Linked DNA regions of Anser cygnoides: region 2 is linked to region 1. The links are chromatin contacts, called in public Hi-C maps. All regions are on one chromosome and are shown on one strand. The core of a region is the stretch at or near the end of the contact, and the rest is flanking DNA. Distances in the headings are between cores, read along the strand shown. Region 1 holds the start of FBXL20 (F-box and leucine rich repeat protein 20). Region 2 holds the start of LASP1 (LIM and SH3 protein 1).

Evidence for each region. Hi-C and Micro-C count contacts between places; a contact is called where the count stands out from the background.
Region 2: a Hi-C map of liver shows a contact between it and region 1, with 1.7 times the contacts expected there. The contact joins the promoter of LASP1 here to the promoter of FBXL20 in region 1. A contact is called at or near these places in 2 of 7 Hi-C or Micro-C datasets (both in liver).

What each region holds. Positions count from the first base shown.
Region 1 is chr22:7,974,083-7,977,673 of Taihu_goose_T2T_genome, forward strand. FBXL20 (F-box and leucine rich repeat protein 20) reads left to right here and starts at 1,746. Exons shown (of 14, transcript XM_066981853.1): 1 at 1,746-1,832. The coding sequence starts at 1,812. It overlaps MED1 (mediator complex subunit 1), which reads left to right. Exons shown (of 17, transcript XM_066981851.1): 17 at 1-1,344.
Region 2 is chr22:8,120,189-8,123,963 of Taihu_goose_T2T_genome, forward strand. It overlaps LASP1 (LIM and SH3 protein 1), which reads right to left and starts at 1,633. Exons shown (of 7, transcript XM_048050781.2): 1 at 1,495-1,633. The coding sequence starts at 1,563. TRNAC-GCA (transfer RNA cysteine (anticodon GCA)) reads left to right here and starts at 2,098; the gene lies at 2,098-2,169. TRNAC-GCA (transfer RNA cysteine (anticodon GCA)) reads left to right here and starts at 3,589; the gene lies at 3,589-3,660. LOC125180471 (a long non-coding RNA gene) reads right to left here. Exons shown (of 2, transcript XR_007159039.2): 2 at 2,937-3,364.

The sequences.
Region 1 (3,591 bases), core at 496-2,995:
GGATGCAGCCTGAAAACATGTCAAGGATTTAAGTTTCTTTTAAACACACAGATTTCCAGTTCTGCTCACGGTCTGACCCCAGTGATATTCCAGGCAAGCAGTTTCTTTTCTGGCTCGTTCAAAGCCATAGCAAGGTAGTTGTCTTTTCAGTAGGGTGGCAACTAATCAGTTAATTGTAGGGGGTTTTCACCACTTCCTCCTGCCTTCAGCTTCATTCCCAGGCTCCTGTAGGGTGCAGGAGCCCTGAATTTCCTAAAGCCACCCTGAACTCCAGAGAGCTGCCCTTCCTTGTGTTTTCCAACAGTCATCCTTTGCTCCTTGTGGTCTGCGTACCGTAGCTTCCCCCTCCCCAGTGCTCCCACCTTCACGTGCTGAGATGATAGAAAAGTAGTGAATAAAGCCTAAACCCGGAGCAAATGACGTTATCTTACGCAGCATCAGAATCGGATGACTGCGGGGTGCCTCTGAAGAGGATGTAAGGAATACAGCACCAGATGGCTTTGTCTTGAGACCCTGCTACAGCGGCTGCACCGGGGAAGTAATACCTGCTCAGGCTCCAGCAGGTTGTCAGCTGTTTTCATTCTGCCCCTCTCATTTTGTAAGTTACTTTTTTTTTTTTTTAAAAAAGTCTGATCTTTTTAAAAAAGTTTGATCTGTTCAGGGCTGGGTGAAGGTACAAACCGCCTTCAAGAGAAGCCCTCTTAAAAGTCGAATCAGGGCTGGGGATTTCACGGAGCAGTGTGCTGGACTTGTCGCTGATCGGAGTAATGTTTTACCAATGCGAAAACGCAGTCAAAGTTAAAAGGAAATACTGTTCAGCTTCAGCATTGACACAGAACTGCGTTTGGAACGGAACAGCTGAACACGTTTCCTTCTCTGCTTGCCCAAGACCAAAGTTCAATACTCTCCATTTCTCCTGCGAAAGGTGGGCGTCGCGGACACCCGCAGAAGTACAGGGAACAAAGTCTCCTCCTCTCTCAGCCTCCGCGACACCGAGTGCTGCAAGAGAAACGGGGGCCTGAACTGCGGTCGTAGCAGGCTGAAAGCTTTTGGATCCGTTTTGATGCACTGTACCCTTCCCCTTTGTACACCCTCCGTTTTGTATCGCGTGAGAGAGAGAGAGAGAGAGAGACCAGAGCCAGGCGCCAGCTGCATGATGCTTCTACCGCGTTGAGAGATGAGGTGCACCCCTCCCTACACAGACACTTTGTGTGTAAACGCTTGGTCTCTTACAAATGTTTTATTTTTAAAATATTTTTGCTTATTCTCGACGATATTTTACATCTTTCAGTATTGGAAAGGTAAAACGTGTAAACAAAATAAAAGCCAAACCTTTTAATCTCAGCTGCAGAAGCGTCACAGGGGCGTTAAAAGCCGTTTTTTCCTGCGGGGGCGGCCCTGGGAATGGCGCCGAGCTCCTTTCTCAGCCTCCTTTGCTCGTGGGGCTCCGGCCGGGTCCCCCCCCGATCGCTCCCCTCGCCCCCAGCGGCCTCGGCTCGGGGCGCGCCGCGGCGGCCACGCGGGATTTTCCCGCGGTAATGACGTCACCGCGGCGCGCCGCCAGCCGGGGCCCTGATTGGCTGGAGCTGCCTCCCCCTCCCAGCACACCCGGAAGGGAGTGGCGGGGCGGGGCCGCTCCCCCCCTTCGGAGCCCCCCCCGCGGCCCCCTCGGGGCGGCCCCGGGTTGGGGGGGGGGAGGGGGCGCCCCGTGGGGCCCCCCCCGGTACCGGGGAAGGGGAGGGGGGGGGGGGCCGCAGCCCCCCGGAAGTACCGGGAGGGGGGGGGGGGGTGCGGAGGCCGGCGGCGGCGCGATGGGCGCGGCGGCCTGCGGGGTAGGTGGGCGCGGGGGGGGGAGGGGGGCGGTGCGCGGAGGGAGGGAGGCGGGGGGGGGGGGGGCGCGGACCGTTCCCCTCCCCCCTCCCGTTCTCGTCCCGGGGCGTCCCCGCCGCAGCGCCCCCCCCCGCCGCGCCGCGCCGACCAATGAGCGGGCGCGTTGCTGGCAGGTGCCGTGTTTTTGTTTTGGGTCGAAGTTGAGGCCGGAGGAGGCGCCGCGGCGGCGGCGGGCGGAGGCCGCGAGCCACCGGCACCCCCGGGACCCCCCCATCCCGCGGGACATTCCCCCCACCCCCCCCCCCCGGCACCACCCCTCCCTTACAGCCCCCGGCCCCGCCATGCGGCGGGAGATGAACGGGGTCACCCGGAGCCGCTTCGAGGTGAGGCCGCGGGGAGGGGGGGGGCGCGGGGGGGTTGGGGGGAGGGGGGGCGGTGTCCTGCGGCCCCCCCCGCGCCCATCGGTCACCGGGAGGGGGAGGGGGCTGCGGGGGAGGTGGGGGGGAGAGACCGGGGAGGGGAAGGAGAAGGAGGAGGGGGGAGGACGGAGAGGGGAAGGGTTTTTGGGGGGGTCGGATTTGGGGGGGGGGGTCGTGGGGGGGGTAATTTTTTCGTCCCCGGCCCCTGAGCAGTGCGGGGGGGGCGCCTGCGAGCCCCGGGCCCTGTGCGGCCTCCGGGCCCTTTGTCCGCGGCCAGGCCGGGCTTGGCCCCCCCCCCTGCCCCCCCCGGGGGCCGCCCCGGGCCTCTGAGGGATCGGGAGGGGGGTGCGAGGGGGGGGGGATTTATGGGTTCGCGGTTTGGGGGCGGCGGCTTTTGTGTCTCGGGGGGTTTCTGTGCTCCCCCCTCTTGTGGTCACGGGTGGGCAGCTGGGAAGCAGCGCTCCGGTACCGGCTGGGGGTGTGAATTGAGCCTGCCCCCCCCATACCCCCCCCCCTCCCACACCCCCCCCCCGGGACCCCCTCGTGGGGTTTGTTGGGTTTTTGCTTCGTTTTTGCTTCGTTTTGGCTTTGCCACGTTTGGGTCTGGAGAGCCGAGCGCGGGGCTGCGCCCCCGCAACCGGGTTTTGTTTTTCGGAGGGGACGCGGCCGAAGTTCGGCCGGGCCCTTCCGTCCCTGCCCTGGCACCGGGAGCTTCTGCGCCCGGGAGCCGTGGTGCATCGGGACGGCTGCGGGGGGGACTGGGAGTGGTGGTCGGGGGGGGGGGGGGGGGGGGTCCTCGGGCAGCTTCGGCTCGGGGCGGAGGCCGGTGGGGAGGCTCTGCCCCGGGAGGCTCAGCCTCCAGGCCCCGGTAACGCGCAGCTCGCCGGGGGGAGGCCGGTTGGGACCCCCAGGACGGGGCGCGTGGGCCTCCGGTGAGCTGCGGGAGTGGGGTCCTGAGCTGGAGCTGCTGCTGCTGGGCTCCGAAATCGGCTTCCAAGTGGCTTTGGTAACGATTTGGCCTTACCGTAGTGATAAAATACGGTGAGGGGGTAGGGGCTGGGCTTCTGGACGGCGGCGTGGTGGGGGGGGGTTTCTGGCGTGCGGGCGGCCAGCCCTCCCCGGGGCAGGCGGGAGGCTGAGCCCCCCTCCTGCCCAAATGGGAGCCTGTCCCAGATGAGTCCCCGCAGAGGAGGAGCGGCCGCCACAGGGAGCACGGCCGCGCACCGCAGCGAAGCAAACAAAAGAGGAGAGCGTCGCCCGGCCCGGCTCCTGGCTCCCGGTGGTGGTGTTGGCGCTTTGATCGGAGCGGGGCCGGGCACGGCGGGGCTCTGCCTCGTGCGGC
Region 2 (3,775 bases), core at 383-2,882, 150 kb after region 1:
AGAAGCAACTTTTCCGCATTTGCTGCGACTCTCAGAGGAGAAGCTGGTAGCTGCCCTTCCTGATTTCACTGCCAGGACGCTGGGGAGAAAACCAAACAACATCTGCCTGTCGCACACCAGCAGAGGCACGGAAAGCTTCCGTGCAAGCCTCGCACACCTCTCCTCCCAGGAGCCCTTCGCGGCTGCTGCCTTCGGTCCAACTCCAGCCTTGTGCAAACAGCCCCAGAGCTGCCCTTTAGACTTTGCTCGGGGCAGAGCGAAGCAGGGGGACATCCACGCTGATAAAACTGCTTATCCTGTGCTCCTACGGGAGGTGGCCGGGCTCCTCCAGCCCTGCCTCAGCAGCCAGGGGCCCCAGGAAGGATTAACGGGGAGCTTGCTGGGGGAGCTGCTTTGTTAGGGGGTGCTGTATGTCACGAGGTGACTTGGAGCAGAGACACGCAGCAAGGCCCCAGAAGCACAGGATGACCACTGCAGCTGTCGGCTTGCCCCCAAAGAGCTAGCATACGTGGTGCGAGGACGCACATTACTCATGCCTTCATGGCAGCGCACAATCGCCAGCTCAGAAGCAGCACAGAAGCCAGAGGCTGCCTGCACAGGAAGAAGCGACGCGCCAGCCCCCTTCCCTTCCAGTTACCCCCAGTTCAGAGCCCCCGGGGCGACGGGAGGCCGGCAGACAGCGGCGCTTCGCCGCTCCGCACGAACGGGAGGCTCCCCGGGCCGCCGGGCTGAGAGCTGAGCACGGAGCCATCGCCGGCCCAAGGAGGAAACATCACCCGCTAAAAATGCGAGCAATAGGGTCTGCCGGAGCTCAGGAATGTCGCTGCTGAGATCTTTGCATTCTTGGAGTTACTTTTTTTAGTCCCCGCACGGATGGTCCCAGAAGCCTGGGGCAGGAGGAGGAGGAGGAGGAGGGGGGCAGCTCCGCTCGCCGGGAGGGGTCGGCTCTGGGGGGTCCCGGGGGGGGCACGGAGCCCCGGCAGCAGCCGGAGGACAGCGAGGGATCGAGGCACGACCACCTCCTCCTCCTCCTCCTCCTCCAGGCCTGAGGCCAGACCCCGACAGCACCCGAGAGGCTGCCCCGGGGTTTATTTCGGTTAAAGCACCCCCCCCCCCCCCCCGAGAACCGGGAGCACCGCGCTCCGCCGGGCAGCCCCCAAGGCGAGAACCCGGAGCCGGGAGGCAGCGGGCGGAACCGGAGACTTAAAAAAAAAAATAATAATTAAAACAAAAAATAATAAAAAGAAATCAACAAAACCCGCGGTAACGCGAACCAGATGCGGCTCCCGGGGGCAGCGCTCGCCGCCGCTCCCCAGCCGGCCGGGACCGGGGCTGCGCCCCCGACCCCCCCGATCCCGATCCCGATCCCGGTCCCGGTCCCAGTCCCAGTCCCAGTCCCCCCCCGCAGCACCCCCCGGTGCGGGCGGCGGCACCGGGAGCCCCGGGGGTGCCCAGCGCGGAGCGTGGCCGGGCGGGTGCCCCCCCCGCACCCACCTTGTCGAGGCAGTTGACCTTCTCGGTGGGGTACACGATCTTCCCGCAGCGGGCGCAGTTGGGGTTCATGGCCGGGCTCCGCCGCCGCCGCCTCTGGGCCGCCGCCCGCGCCCCGCGCCGCTAAATAAGGGGGGGGGGGAACGGGGGGGGGGGGGGCAGGGGAGGGGTTTCGGGGAGGGGGAGGGCGGAGCGGCGGCGCGCGCCCACCCACGCGCGCCCCCCCGCCCTCCGCGCGCGCACGCACACACACGTGCCCTTGCACGCGCGCCGCCCCCCCCCCCCCCCCCCCCCCCCGCGAGCAAATCGCGGTGTGGGCGGGGGCGGGCACACGCGGCACCCCCCCCACCCCCCCCCCCCCCCCCCCCCCCCACCCACACACCCCGAGGGGGGGCTCCCGCCCGCGCGCGCGTGCTCGCGGCGGCCCTCCCCGCGTGCACGTGCGCGGTGCACGGCCGCCCACGTGTGCACGCGCGGCCCCTTTGCCCCTGCCCGCAGCCCCCCCCCCCCCCGGGACCCCAGCCGAGCCCCCCCCCGGTCCCGCCTCGCCCACGCGTGGGGCCGCGGCGCGCACTTAGAGCGCGCGGGGCGGTCGCAGCGGCAGCCGGGGGTATAGCTCAGTGGTAGAGCATTTGACTGCAGATCAAGAGGTCCCTGGTTCAAATCCGGGTGCCCCCTCGAAGAACAATTTTATTTTATTTTTTTCCCCACTCCCACGCGTGTTTTCCCCCCACGCTGTTTCGAGACGCAGCGGGAACGCGCAGCCCGCAGGGCGCAGACGCGCGGCCCCGGCCCCCGTGGGTGCCTCCCGCGTGCGCAGGGCGGCAGCTTCGCAGCGCTGCGCTCGGGGTCGGGCCGGCGGCGCTGGATCCGGACCCCACGGCGCGGAGGCCGCGGGCAGGACGCCGCCACCGCTCCTGTCGCTGCTCCCACCCGGGGGCAGCTGCGCCCCGGGTCCCCTGGCGTTATCCCAGCCCTGAGCCTGTCGCAAAAGAAGGAGCCTCGCAAAGCCAGGAGTCCTTTAATGACGCACGCCCACACCAAACGAGGCTGCGCTCGGCTCTCTTCCCCCTTCTTCGTTTCAGGATGCGGCTTCAAATTGGTTTCCTTCGTTTAAAAGCAGCTTATCTGATCCTCTCGCAGGGCGCCCACTCCTTCCCTTCCTGGTACCTCACCCGGCACTTCCCACCCCCACCAGCCAGCCTCCCACCCCTTTCCTGGGCCCTTTTGCCTTAAAATAAGGCACGCTTTCCTGTGCACCCAGCTCTCTGGGATGTCCTCGTGGGTGCTTTTTGCTCTCTTGGCTCAGGAGATGCTGCTGGGTGACAGAGCCCGTTCGTCGCCCGAGGGTTTCGGGAGGGCACGCTCCCCGTACGCCACGATTCAGCCTCACCCCTACACGCGGCGGAGCTGCTGCTTCCCCGGGGCAGCCGAGGACACGGCTCTGCCGGGTGCCGTCCCACCTACGGCTTGCTTTATTTTTTTTTCCGGAGCTGCATCTTGCGTCTGGCACACTCGGCCTGGCCCCACGCAGTCAGCTCGCCCCGCGGTTTGGCCCGCGCTCCTCTCCTGATGGGTCCGGTGATGGGTGAGAGCCGATGGCCTTTCGGGACCCCACTCGCGGAAGATGTCCTGGAAGACAGAGCGGAGCAGGACGTTTGCGCTGTTACTCCGGGCAATGCTTTTGTACTTCCCTCATCAGCTGCAAACCGGGCGTTTACCGCCAGCAGTTCAATTTACGGCCGTTAAACCCCGTACTTCTGCACTTGCCGCCGTTATTCCCCGTCGTTTGCTTTCAGCCCATCGGGCTGCGTCCCCAGCCCCGCGCAGCGTTCGGGGTCGACGGAGCACCGCGAGCGGCGTCTGTGCCTCCCTGAAAGTAAACCCGGAGCAAAACCTGAGCAAACCGATCGTACGTCGCCTCCGGGCAAAAGGCTCCGTCATGCTGCGGGAGAACGACGCCGGGTTTTGTAAAGCTGCCGGGGCTGGAAAAGTCCCGCGGGGGTAAAATCCACAAGAGGCCGAGTCCTGGTTCCCCCCCCCCCCCCCCCCCCCAGCGCCACGGGTAAAGGGGTGCAGAGGGGGTGCTGCAGGGCAGGGGGTATAGCTCAGTGGCAGAGCATTTGACTGCAGATCAAGAGGTCCCCGGTTCAAATCCGGGTGCCCCCTCTTTTTTTCTCTATCTCTCTTTTATTTATATATGTATTTTTGGCCCCTCATACCTTCGAATCCTTTACTCCTCTCCCCTTTCCGGGAACAAAACCCCAAACCGTGGATTTTCACC